2 separate regions of the Zea mays genome follow, and region 1 is linked to region 2. The links are chromatin contacts, called in public Hi-C maps. All regions are on one chromosome and are shown on one strand. The core of a region is the stretch at or near the end of the contact, and the rest is flanking DNA. Distances in the headings are between cores, read along the strand shown. Region 1 holds the start of LOC100278543. Region 2 holds the start of LOC100279264.

Region 1 (7,122 bases), core at 4,263-6,762, 560 kb after region 2:
GAACCTAGCTCAGGGGTTCATGCAACAACCAAGTTGTTTGCTTCATCTATCCATTTATTAAGTTCTTTATAATTACAAATAAGAAGTGTAGGCCTGATGCAGTGGTGAGAGCTGTCTAACTAAGTCATCTGGTCATGGGTTCAAAGCAGCCTCTCCGCATTTGCAGGGGGAGACTCATGTGGAAGCCTCGGTCTAACCTTTTTTCATAGTTACAAATAATTTGATAAAAGCCGTGCAAAAAAGATACCTCTATAATATGTAGTCGGGAATTTTGTGGCAACTCAGCATTCAAAACTGCAGATCTTATCCCAAACTGCAAAAAGCAGAGCATATTCATCATAAGTATGTTAATACTACAAATGAAGCATACATTAAAAATAGAATCGAAATAGAAGCAACATAGTATGTGAACAAAAGCAGTTAAGTGAATAGTGTACACATAGAAACAATCATAGCATAGGCAAAGTTTGTATAGCATTATCCAAAAATGGCAGTACAAGATGTCGCATTATCCAAGGTGAGTGTGGTGTTGTATGGGAGGTTCTTGCCCCCTTTGGTCTTCTTAACATAATAATACACAACTCTCCAGCATGTTCGAGAAAAAAGATGTAGCGCCAATCCTTCAGTTAATTTTTTACAAGACTTGCCTAACCTGGTATTATGGTTATCTGAAGAGACAAATGAACTTAATGACATAGCAAGAGAGTCAACTGTGACATGATTGTATGCTCAACTTTATAACATCAAATACAGAAGGAACAAAGTAGGTCACAAGGTCAATAATTGCAGCATATAAAGTCCAGGTTATCTCAAACCAGAATTCTAAGAATCAAACAATTCAGGATATGTACAAGTTTTTTAAGGTGTCGAGTAAAATAAAATACCTTTTTATAGATCCAGATGATCAATCACGTTGTAAGGGTAATAACACAAAGCAGTGGTTTGATTTACCTTTTCCAAGATCAGTCGTAATCTGAAAGCCATATCAATTGAGTTTACAAATATAAGAACTTTCTTCTGAATGAGCTCAAACTTTAGAAGTGCAAGGATATGAAGTATTTTATCCTTGGCATCACAGGAGATCTGTGGGCAAAAAATGAATGATATGCGATGAGCAGGAATGAAGAAATAGCAGTGTAAAAAGCCAAGTAACTTCAGCAAAATGAATACGATTTTTTAAAATACGCCCATAGCTTAAGGATGACCTCAGATAAGGGACGGTCAGGAAAATGTAACCCTGTCAAGCATGAGAACTTTTGGTTTTCCAGTTTTTTTTTTTGGAACCTTCAAGTTGCAATGGTAATATGAAAAGGAGCACAAGTACAGGAAGGAGGAAGCAGAAGATACTTGCCCAAAACTGCTGAACATTTTTGGGGATCACATCATCCTTTGCTTGACCAACCTCCGAAAGAGTTAGAACAAATGGGTTATGCAGAAGTAGTTTTGTCAACTTGTCAACATCAGAGCTGCCATATAGTCAAATTTCAGTATCACCAAAAATAACACAAATGCAAGCAAGGGCCCAAGTTACTAATGATATTTCTTAGCAAGGGCCTAAGTGGGAAACAGTAGCATGAATTCAATCCCCAACACTTACATGTCAGATGCATTCAAACAATTATTAAACTATCAGCATAGACACATAAAGAGAAGCAACAGCACAAACAGGTCTAACAGCAACCACCCACTTAACCAGCATGATAAAAATTTGGAAATAGAAAAAAAACAGAATTTCAAGAGCAAACCATCTGAGGCAAGTAATTATAAAATAATGAAATGCTTAGATAAATCATAAATGTAGGGTGCAGAATCGAGATTTAATGGGTAGCTGCAGAAAAAGGACGAACATTGACCAGATTTAACCTTGAAGTTGCAGACATCAGAATAGACTGACAGCTTCTCGGGATATGTGGGATGAGAGCTTTCAAGTCAACTTCGCAGCGGTAGGATAGAAGTAGGTCAGCCTGGCAACTAAAGATTGGTATATTAGTAACTTCTTCAAAAAGGAACTTGCGTGATGAACATTGTAATTAATACACAATAGGTGTGGATTCTGGTGTACATCACTTCAAAAAATGTTGTACTCCCTCCCTCAACCTTCTAAGGCATATTTTGATGCAAAAAAGTTGTAATTTTGACCAACTGTTGTCAAATTAAATGTATGTTTTGAAGTCATATTAATACATTCATATTTTTGAAGTGTTTTGTAGTAATTGAAAATATACTGTGAAAAGAATTCAAAGGTTCAAATATGATTTTGAAAACTTTACATACCAAAGTATACCCTACAATAATAAACAGAAGGCTCATATGGCAATGCAGCTTTAAATAAAGTGTCACCAGATATGTAAAGTATGATCTCCAAGTCTTTAAAATGGTACAAATCAAATTGTTTTCGAGTCAAGAGTCAAGTCGTGCAACTACTGACTAGACGACCAGTCGTGACTAGTCGAATATAAGTCGATGATTATATTTTTTATATTTTTCTATATATGCTAATACTAAAAACATGCTGAAACACTAAAAACACTTTGTTTAGTATATCTTCATCCATCTCTATTTCCTACAATATATCATTAAATATTGAACAGTTTTGTAGCGAGTCTCCTATTGTTCTCTCTGATTTCAAAGAACTTGCTTGGATTCAAAAACAGTGCATGCCCCATAAAGATTGGTAGTCATCTGACTGTCCCACCTCTTACCAACAATAGAAATTACTTCATCAATTAGTCGCTCTTTGTGTTCCGAAGCTTCCTTGATGCTCTTTTTTTATAGTCCATGGCGGCCCACATTTCAGCCATTGCTGGTCTCTACCATTTCAGCCTAACAAGATCTCTACCATTTGTCTTGGTCCTCATCAAGTCTTAAATCCTTCCTTGTCCATTGATCAACCTGGTCATCTTCTTTGCTTTAGCAATGCAGCCACTAAACTCTTTTATCTTCCCAATAACCTCCAGCATGAGATCCAAGTAGTAGGTAGCACAAGGTGTCCAAAATAAGGTAGGAAACTTACTAGGGTTTGAGATGGTTGGGTGGGTTCACATTTTTATACCTAGGCCCAAATAAGTCGCCCGACTCAAATGCTATGACTAGTCGACGAGTCGAGCGACTAGCAGAGAAAGTCGAGTCGTCCGACTAGCAGAGAAAGTCGAGTCGCTCGACTTTAAAACCTTGAATCAAAATCACCATATGCAAATACATGGGGAAAAATTAAACTATAGCTCAATTAAGAAAAATGGAATAACAGAAATTTCTTTTTATTATTTTATTAGACTGTGACAGAAAATATAGCATCACAAATTCAACGCTAGCATTCTTCTTTACATTGCAGGGCCAATGAAATATGTAAACAAAATGAAAGTAAACAAAAATATATATATGAACGACAACTGGAGAGCACCTCATCAAGAATCATCATTGAAAGTGACTCTTTAACTGCAGGTCCACGAATAATTCCCTTTGATATGCATGTTGCAACACAAGCTGGAGTTGATACGAGAATGTTAGGGGGGCCAGACAATGCAACAGTCTGCAAAAAACAGGCAAAAGTAAGTTAGTTACTTGAGACAATAGACATAATAATAATAATAATAACAAAACATGGGTAACAAGTGGAGAAAATAACAATGGAACAGAATAGAATTCTCACAATATCCTTATCCGACATGCTCGCGGTAACTTGCACAACCCTCAATTTGCATGTACAGAGCTCAAGGAGAGATAATGCCTCATTATACACCTATATCAAGCAAGTCGAGACAGCAGTGTTAGCTTCCTGTTTAGCAAAGATGAAAACAAGGGGAAGGAAAATTATATCATACCCACATGATATTAATAGCCAGCAAATTAAAAATACATCAAAATAGTGAATATAAAAACATGTGTTTGCACTTCACTTGTCCAATGGGGAATCTCCATCTGTGCACCACCTGATGTGCATTTTTCACCTATACCACTCAACAAATCAATGACATGGAGTCTGGTTCTACACGTTATTGAAATATGTTGATGATATGAAAGGTATATATCAAGTGGTGGTGCAGATGAAAATATTCCACATCCAAATATAATCCAATCAGCTACTACATGCGTGTTTTATAGTCCAAGAACTAAATAAACATTGCCAATGAATAGCATGTATAATTCATATGTATCCAAGTGAGATGCAAAACATAACTACTACAGCTAGCATTGAAACAACTAAAATCCCCAAACTTAGTCATCGAACACTCACAGAAAAGTAAGCTAAGGTTCACTACCTGGTGGCATAAATCTCGAGTAGGAACCAGGATGAAAGCATTTGGTGCAGGTTTTCGTATACGTCCTTCTGAGGACAACTTCAGTAGCTCGTGCAGAAGTGGGAGAAGATAGGCAAAGGTCTTCCCAGAGCCAGTCTTGGCCTTTGCAACCACATCCTTCCCTTCCTGGAACCACAATGTTCAGTTGTTGACTAGAGGCCAAAATTACAGAAAACAAAATCTGTTGCACAAAAACTAGATATCTATCTTGATGTACAATATATAGGTCATAACAGTTTTTGCACCAGATCATCCTTGTGTTACACTTGGCTAAAACTAAAGTTAGCATAGGATCATCATCTTTGATGCCGAATAAATAGGCTATAGCAGTTTTTTGCAGGCAACCAATCCCGGGAGTTGACTAGACAATGCAGGCTATTCAAATAATGCTACGGTTTGCAGAATGCCCATGACCATCACACTTATCAGAATTAACTTCTTCCAAAGAAAAGGAGCTGAAATTCCATATTTCCTGCATCATTTTTCCATTAGTTTCTTACTACACCCTAATAGCATGGCAATGCTACAGCGATCATTCGCAAACACCACCAGACCCAGGCCTTGAAGCTGATTGGATAGCAGAGGCCAAACGTCTGGACTGAATACGCACGAATCAGAAAAGAAGCACACTAAAAGCAAGATGAAAGCCATAAACCACGCACCAGGATGAGCGGGATGGCTTCCCGCTGTATCGGGGTGGCCTTGAGGATGCCCTTCTTCCTCAACGCCCTCTTCAGCTGCTCGTCCAGGCCAAGTTCATCGAAGCTCACCTCCACTTCTTCCTCCTCTTCCTCCTTCCTCTCCTCCCTGCTGCAGGCGGCAGCTTCCGGGATACTATCCTCCCCAACAGCGCTGACTACTTCCTGCCCAGCCTCCTCCGCTGTATCCATCTCAGTCTCAGGGGTGGCTGTTACGGTTACGGCCCTAGGCTCTAGCCGGCGGCGGCGGTGTGTGAGGGCGCCGCAAAGATTGTGGCAGCGGATGAAGAGGAAACGCGAGTGCGCACGAGGAGAAGAAACCCTCAACCTCAAGTAGTCAAGTGGGCCGTTCTTTGCGGCGGCGGTTGAAGAGGAAACGCGAGCGCGCACGAGGAGAAGAAACCCTCCACCTCAAGTGGGCCGAGTTTTGCAGCTTTCCGATTTTGCCCCTGCATCCAACGGCGGAAACAGCGATACGAATATACTTGGATTGAAGGTTTATGGGGAACCCGACCTGTTCTGGTGTTCCGCTCTGCCGAGTCGATGAGAAATAGCCGCCGGGTTCACAGTTCACTTGCAGTCGCAGTCGCAGTCGCAGTTGCTGGTTGCTTTGCTCCCCACATTTGTCGACGGTCGCCGTCGCCGGTTCCTCGTGCAACGCACCGCGCTAACGATGGCCGAGACGGTGGGCTTCGCGAGCGGCGACGCGGCGGCGTGGCGCGCAGCGCTGGCCGCGTACGACCGCCGTCTCGCGGCCCTAGACAAACCCGACCTCGTGGCCGTGGACTCCTTTTACCGCCACGACCTGCCCGCGCTCCTGCGCTGCCGTGACCCGGATCCTTTCCTCGCCAAGCCCGAGCTGGTGCGCCTCCTCCAGTGGAAGCTCTCTCGCGGCAAGTGGAGGTCAGTCCATCTGCCTTTCTTCAACTATCATGCTGTTGCTAGCTTGTTCACGCTCCAGCTTTTGGATCCTGTAGGGCGTGGTCCGGTCCTTGCCTTGATGGAAAAATGTTCACAAGTATGCTGCCGATTCGATTAAGATTGGGTTTTTGTTGCCAGACCGAGGCTGATGGATTTCGTCAAGGGCTTGGACGACGCCGTGGTGGAGTCGGCGTCGCGCAAGGCGTTCGCGGCTTTGCCCGACCTCAGAAGGGCCATCACCGAGCTTACCGTGCTCAAGGGAGTCGGACCCGCCACTGCGTCCGCCGTGCTCGCTGCGTATGCACCTGATGTCGCACCGTTCATGTCTGACGAGGTGAGCCTTGTGCATAAAATGTCTTAGTGCGTGGTGACTGCAATGATCAGATCTTGTGTAGGCGATGGTAGCAGCCTTGGGCAATTCAAAGGAGTACACTCTGAAGCAGTACCTTGCATTTGCTGATAAATTGCAGGCAAAAGCGAAGGTAGGTACACGGCTACGAATGAGAAATTGCTAACAACGTTTGCAAAGCTTAGCTACTTCTTCTGGTCGTCTGAAGTATTCAGCGCAACTAAATGTAATCTTACGGTTTTGAGTCAGGTGCTCGGATGGCTGCAGTTCGCAGCTGGTTAATGCTTTGTTTAGTTTTGTCCAAGCTAAAAAGTATCATAGTCTATATACTAAAGTGGAAAAAAATAAGCGGTTACCTTAGATATAGCTAACTTATTGCAGAATTTTGTGCTTCGTGTGTTGAACCCTTTCCACCTGGACAAATTGGAAGAGCTCATTGTGCTACTTTAAAAAGGCGATCCCGATTTACCTGTATGAATAGCATCCAGTTCTGCAATTTAACAACACTTCTTCAAATGCTAGCATTAAAGTTGAGGCGTATGCTGGTAAATTTGAAACGCATGCACCAAGACACCGGTAGTTTTTCACCTGCTTGTCTTTGCATTCCATTCCAAGTTCCAGTTGGCACACTAGGGAAATAGTTACAAAGCATTTTTCAGTATGTTGAAACTTGAAAGCTTGCAAACTGCTCTGCAGTGCTAACTTTTACACTAGTTCGATTAGAGCTGTCTCCAAGAGTTCCCCCAAAACTCACTCTCAATCTTGTTTCTTTAGCAAGTTTGAACAAAAGCTTTCTCCATCAACTCTTTATTTGAAATCTCAATCTTTCTGTACTCGGGAAAATCAATCTAATAGT
Region 2 (6,923 bases), core at 2,316-4,815:
CCTGCCCAACTGAATTAGACTTTGTTACTTTTAATAACTAATAGATTACTCATTTGACTATTTTCCGCAAGTTGCAGGATAATCTGGAAATATTTTGGACAGCCTAGTGTTGGATAATTTGACACCATCAGATATCACAATGAAGACAATAACACTGAAGCGTTGCAAACTGTAGGTTTGTGATATAACCATCATTAGCAGGGTGGTGACATTGGAAATTGTTTATTCCAGACTTAGGCCTTGTTTGATAATCTTGCTATGGACATATGTATTGGAAACTGGATACATATGCTGTACAAGAAAATGTAGAGGTCAAAACTGTTTGTGAAAAGAATAGGGCACCATGAAAACCGGGCGGCTTTTTTTTGCATTATAGGCCCGTTCGGCTTTCACGGATTCATGGCCCGGAACGATGGCTAGTTCTTACTTCATAGACAGATTGATTATCTAATTTATATAAGATTTTTTATTAGATGTCAGAATGATTCCTGGAGTCCAGTCCTGAACAAACGAACAAGGTCGCTGAGCTGCCGGGGTGAGGCCACTGTTCAAGCCACTGGGGTGAAGACACTATGATCTTATCGCTGGAGATATAGCAGGGTGCTACATTTCACTAGCATTACCGTTTGTAATTTGATTCACCCTCCTTTGTACATAAGAATTCGTGATGTTAAAGGTCGGAACAATAAAGTTCCATTCGTTGTTTGGCCAAAGAATTGCACATATATCAGATAAAAGAAAGCAGAGTGATCTTCAAATATCTAAAGAATTTCATGTGCAATGCAACATGCCAACATGCTATACTATATATACAAATTTGTACGGTTTCATGACATTTTAATTGTTAGTACCCGAGATCCGGAAAATGACTGGAACCGACGCACCAATGGAAGCGTCTATGCTGGAGACCTGATGTAGTTGAAGTTATTTGAGAGCTTTTCAAGGTTTGACCATAGGAGGCTCCCAAGAGAAGGTCTGGGCTTCTCCTGAGGCTGCTGCCCGGCGACGGGTGGGGCTGGCACGCTGGTCTTCCTCACAGGCGGCCAGCCAGGGGCCTTGGTCTCCTTTACAACGTCGAGCGAGATGCCCATCTCGGCGACCCTCATCTGCACGGCGCGCAATGCCTCAGTGCGCACCTCGCCGCCGGTGTCCGTGTCGAGGTAAAATACGCCGAAGGCCTCGTCCCTGTGCCTCTTGAGCTCAACTCTCAGCAGCGACAGGCCGTGCTCCCGCAGCACTCTGGTGAAGTCCGATAGCAGCCCCGAGCGGTCGGCGGCGTGCACCTCCACTCTCACGCCCTGCGACGTGCAACACCGTGCGGTTAGTGAAACGAGGCGGTGTGGGTGGGCGGCGGCTGGGCGCCCAAAAACAACAAGGAAGAAGCACAGCGGAGAGGGAATGGTCGAGCGAGCCTGACATGAGTGGCCCTCCGCTCCACCGCGGCCACGAGGCACCGGGAGACCTTCTGCCGCTCGGCGCTGCTGTCGACCGTGCCCCCGTCCTTGTGCCGGATGTAATATTCCTGCGTTGATGATGCCAAGGACGACGACACAGTGTCAGTCTGTGCCGTGGGCGTATAATAGGGGTGATTAGTGCTGGGAATCTGGGCCGGGCTTTTCGGGCCAGCACGAGCACGGCCCGGCACGAAATAATATGGGCCGAGCTAGCACGGCCCGAAGGCGGGCCTGGGCCGGGCCTCAAATTTCGACCCGTCGGGCCCCCAGCACGGCACGCATAGATGGGCCGGGCTTGGGCCGGCACGGCCCAATTAAGCCCAATCTGTTTAATCTCTTTAATTTACTAAGATATTGACTTTATATTGTTGTTATATTTAGAGTTTATGTGGTTAAATGATGCTATAATTGTTTAATATCTTTAATTTAGTAAGATATGAACTTTACATGATTATAATATTTTGATTTTATGTGGTTAAATATACGGGCCGGGCTTGGGCCGGCACGGCCCAACGAAGGCACGGCGTGGTTTAGGGCCGGACTGGGCTACTGTTTTTATACTTCGGGCTGGCACGGCACGGCCCAAAAATTGTTTGGGCTTTCTTGGCCCGAACCCGTTTGGCACGAAGCACGATGGGCTTGAGCCGGGCCGGCCCGGCACGGCCCAATTCCCAGCACTAGGGGTGATCATGCAACATGAACCGCTAACACTAACGCACACGTGGTGATACTAAATACCTGAATGGCGAGAACCCCCTGGGACCCGACGGTAGCGTGGAAGACGACGTACTGCATGTCGGTGAGCGCGCACACCGTGTCGAAGAGCAGACTGGGTCGGTCCCTGCTCGTCATCTTGACGACGACGTAGCCCCGCTCCTCCCAGCTGTCGACGGACACCCGCGTCGCGGCGCGGGCGCGGCGGGCCGTCCGCGCGGTGGTCGCGGCCTTGTCGCCCACGCCGAAGAGCCCCTCGTCGACGGGGGTCGGCGCCGGGCCGGACTCGTAGTCCCGGTCGTCGCGCATGAGCTGGTGCAGGCGGCGCTCCGTGTGGACGCGGCCCCGCGCGGGCCCCGACACGCGCGTCCAGTGTCGCTCGCCGGCCACGTTCTCGCGCGCGCCCACCACGGCCTCCACCAGCCGCTCGACGCGCGCCCACCGGCTCGGGAGCGGCGGCGTGACGTACAGCACCCCGGCCGCGCGGCCGTTGTGCGTCCACGCCTGCCCCGACGCGACGTGGCAGCCGCTGTCGGCCAGCACGGACGTGATGGACGACAGCAGGCCCGGGCGGTCGTTCACCGTGAACTCGAGCGCGGCGCAGCCCGACACGTCGGGGCCGGCCGGCCCCACCACGTTGCCGAGGCACGTGGTGAACCTGGGCGACGCGCAGTTGACGGTCCGGTGGAACCGCACGAGCGCGCGCTGGATGAACTCGGGGAGCGACGGGTCCGTCAGCTTGCGCCCTGTCCGGTCCGTCACATGGAACACTGCATTGTGCAAAACAGAACAGTGGCATACATTCCGTCACAGCTTGCCATGGCATTCAAAAAAAAATTGACAAGAAACAGGAGGAGCAGGCAGTCCTTGCCATCCATGAGCCAGCCGCCGTCGGAGCAGATGTACGACTTGGAGATGACGAGGTCGAGGTCGGTGAGCAGCTGCACCATGTCCAGCAGCACGCCGTCCCGGTTCACGCTGTCGACCTGGGAACGCGAGACACACCAAATCAAGAACAGGAGGAGGAGGAGGCTATGCTCGGCTCTGTTCGTCGCGAGAGCAAACCTTGACGAGCGTGCAGTCCTCGCGCGTCTCGTTATCGACGACGACCCTGCAACCAGCCAGCCACGCGGAGATCGTCAAGAGCCGCCGCCCAGACGAGAAGAGGAAGACAGCGGAAGGGATGCGTACCCGGGGGTGCCGAGGCGGTCGAGGAGCGGGTCGAAGTCCGGCTCGAAGTACGCGCCGGAGACGCACTTCATCGCCACCGATCTTACTTGACAGGCACGAGAAACGCGCCCCGTGTTCACATGCGATGCGACGCCGCGGGTCGCCGGCGTGGCGGCGCAATGGCGGCACGCTCGCTGGGGACGCGGCAACGATCGCTTTTGCCGTTGGGGGGACACGGAGGCGACGAATCCAACGGATCAGGCCGGCGGTTATATAGGTGGACCGTGAGGAGGCGGAGATCACCTTACGTTTCTGGTTACGGCCGCTGCGCCACGTCGGACGGGCGCGCGGACACGTGGCGGAGGCACCCTGGTTGCTGGCGTATCCTTTGTCCGGTTCGTTGCTGAATCCTTCCGACTCCACGTTTCTTGTGTCTTTTTTTCTTCTAATAATCATAATTTAGATAAAAATAATTAAATTAATATATTGGTATATTATCTTAAATCATATAAGAGAGATAATTATATACTACACTTATACTATAGATAAGCAAGTATAAGAATGTGTTATAGGTTATACATTAGAAAAGTAACATGTAAATCTATAGAATCAATTTTTATTTCTCACCCTATAAATTTAAGATATGTTTATATATAAACTCCGGAAAGTTGTGGAATGCCATGTTCTAAAAAAAAATACTATACTCCACTAGTTAGATTCTAATTCCTCAAAATAGAGGAAAACAAACGGGTCCTTAGGTGGACTCCAACGGTCCACTACCCGCTCCCCCTATCGCCTCCGGGGTGGAGCTATGCTCCCCGGCCGACGCCCCCTAGGGGCCCTCCGTCGAGGGAGAGAGAAGATTTTCCCTCTATTGATGATAGGGATGACAATTTAACCAGTAAACCTGAAATCCGACGCGTACCTGACCTGATGGGTGCGAGTGCTGGCGAATATTTTGACCCGTGGGTGCAACCCGCACTCGATCTGAAGTTTCGCGGGTGTGAGTGCGAGTTTCTATTTTAACCCGCAGGGTGACCCACACCCAAACCAAAATGTTGTTCATTCTTTAGTTTGCGCAAAAATGTTCAAGATACAATGGTAATTATTTTGAATAAGTAACTTGGCTAATGATTCATAAAATGTTTTGTTGTTGCTCAACGTGAGAAAGCTTAAAATTCATAGATATAACTCACTTATTAACAATACTAAATTTCTTATAGCTAATCTATTGTTTAAAAGTGTACACAAAGTAAAAACCCGTAGGGTGACCCGAAACCCAACGAGTTCGGGTTTCGAATTGCATCCGCGGGTGTGAACTGGCGGGTTTAAGTAGACTTCACGGGTGTGGTCGTGGACGGGTTTTTGCTCCACCCGACCCATTCCCATCCCTAGTTGATGGAGTGAGATCTAATCTCCCCCATCCGTTAATTACTGCATTTAGTTACAAAATGAATTAGTTTAAAGCTCTATAATTTGATAACAATGTGTATTACGGTATTACAAATATGATATTATTTTTAAAAACTCCAAAAGTGATATATAAAAGGCAAATGACTCAGTTAAAGAGTAAATAGTGCTGGATACGGGGAATGGTTGGAGAGAAAGAGAAATATGGGAAAGAATAGTTGAGAGATGTATTTAAATATGAATAGAAAGTATGAATAAGGGGATTTGGGACGTGGAATGGTTAGTTTATTATGCTACCGTACCGATCCTTAGGCTTAGCACAATATACATTCACGCGTCAAACAGCATCGGCTGTTCAGTCCAATGTTCGTTTATATCGGATTGAATCCGATTGAGATCAGGAGCTATTCCAACTATTCAATGTTAATACAAAATAAACAAACCAATTCATTTGGAACGGTTCTGCCATTCCGATGTAAGCGAACGGGGCAAACGGTCAACGGGTTCCGGGCGGCTCGACTGGAGTGTGTGGAGTACGTAATATATTGTGTCTCACCACATCAGCAATGTACAGAAAATCCAAGTGTTCCGATCCCAGTCCACACAGTTAAGGCTTTGTTCGTTTATACCATTCTAGCTCTGGATTAACATGTATTAGAATTAAATCCATGTCACAATTTATACCCCAAAATAATCTAAGACTACTTTAATTTTTTTATTCGGTTAAAACCATTATAAAATATAACCTAAGGATTTAGAAATTTTTTAAATTATGGAAGACATGGATTATATCCATAGCTCATTAGTTATGGAACATATCCATGAAGATATTACACAAGTTTACATTAGAATTTATGGATCAAAAGAATAACTAGATTTGAGAGATATGGATTAGTTGATGGATTTAATCCCACCATGAAATTAGGTGTGAGATATAGATTCACACAATCCATATCTGGATTAAATCCATGATGAGATTTCATCCCATATAAGGCTTTGTTCGTTTACACCAATCCCGCTCTGGATTAGCATGGATTGGAATTAAATTCATGCCTCAATCCATGCCCCAAAATAATTCATGACTACTTAATTTTTTTTTATTCGGTTAAACCCATCATGGAATATAACTCAAAGGTTTGGGAATTTTTTAAACTATGGAAGACATGGATTCTATCCATAGCCCATTAGGTATGGAACAAATCCATGAGATATTGCACAAGTTTACATTAGAATCCATGGATCAAAAGAATAACTAGCTTTGAAAGTCACATGGATTTGTTGATGGATTTAATCCCACCATGGGATTGGGTGTGAGATATGGATTCACCCAATCCATATCCGGATTAAATCCATGATGGGATTATATCCCATGTAACCGAACAAGGCCTAACCGAATAAGTGCTAATTGGGAAGCCATGACATTGATATCGCCGTCGCGCCACTTGCACGAACCAACCAAGGGCGCCGCCTAGCTTATACCGGCAGTTTAGGATAAATAAATCTTACGATCTTGTTGACGCGATGCGTGCAATTGCAGACCAAACCATGGCGAATCCATGGTACTTGGTACGGGGTTTTGCCTTGAGCACGGGGCAACAGGAATGCCGTAGGCTGCGCCGCCGGCTGAGCGCTTCCGGCTGCTTCGCTTCGGTTTGATCCAAGGACAAGGAGACGTTTTTGTTTTGCCCTGCTGGCCTGGATGTTTTCAGGTAGGTTGTCCGTTACATGTCGATGCGCTTGTCAGATGATCGGGTTATACTTGCTCTCTTTTTTATTTGTCACATTTTAGTTCACAAATGAACTAGTCGACGACAAATAATCGTAAACCGATGTGCTATTAAACTACTCTATACTTGTACGGATGCACGGGCAGTTCGTTCATTTTCCACGTGTATTGGGAGCGACAGGAAGCTTGTTTAGGGCTAGTTTAGTAACTCCAATTTCCAAAAGATCCCTAATTTCTCAAGTGAAAATAAACTAATTCACCTTGAAAAAAATTGAAATAAAACAAATAGGGTTCCTAAACCCGCCCTTAACAAGAAAACCACTCCAAGCGTGTGATTGTTGTATACAGCTAGCAATGAATCTTGAGTTTTTAGAACATCTAATCTCCAGCCTAGCCAGCTAGGGGTGGTAATGAATCGTGCTCCAGATGCTTCTTCACAAAATGTTAAG

Evidence for each region. Hi-C and Micro-C count contacts between places; a contact is called where the count stands out from the background.
Region 1: a contact with region 2 is called in a Hi-C map of leaf, with 7 times the contacts expected there. The contact joins the promoter of LOC100278543 here to the promoter of LOC100279264 in region 2. A contact is called at or near these places in 2 of 25 Hi-C or Micro-C datasets (leaf and tassel).

Annotation. Positions count from the first base shown.
Region 1 is chr5:9,693,445-9,700,566 of Zm-B73-REFERENCE-NAM-5.0, forward strand. It overlaps LOC100278543, which reads left to right and starts at 5,513. Exons shown (of 4, transcript NM_001365306.1): 1 at 5,513-5,899; 2 at 6,056-6,251; 3 at 6,326-6,399. The coding sequence starts at 5,670. The coding sequence ends at 6,355. LOC100273968 reads right to left here and starts at 5,266. Exons shown (of 15, transcript NM_001148355.1): 1 at 4,961-5,266; 2 at 4,260-4,424; 3 at 3,650-3,739; 4 at 3,401-3,529; 5 at 1,864-1,964; 6 at 1,352-1,466; 7 at 952-1,083; 8 at 248-313. The coding sequence starts at 5,188.
Region 2 is chr5:9,133,364-9,140,286 of Zm-B73-REFERENCE-NAM-5.0, forward strand. It overlaps LOC100279264, which reads right to left and starts at 3,566. Exons shown (of 6, transcript NM_001152285.1): 1 at 3,360-3,566; 2 at 3,234-3,279; 3 at 3,040-3,154; 4 at 2,193-2,938; 5 at 1,418-1,522; 6 at 749-1,298. The coding sequence starts at 3,430. The coding sequence ends at 897. It overlaps LOC100281140, which reads left to right. Exons shown (of 2, transcript XM_034059917.2): 2 at 474-706. The coding sequence ends at 505.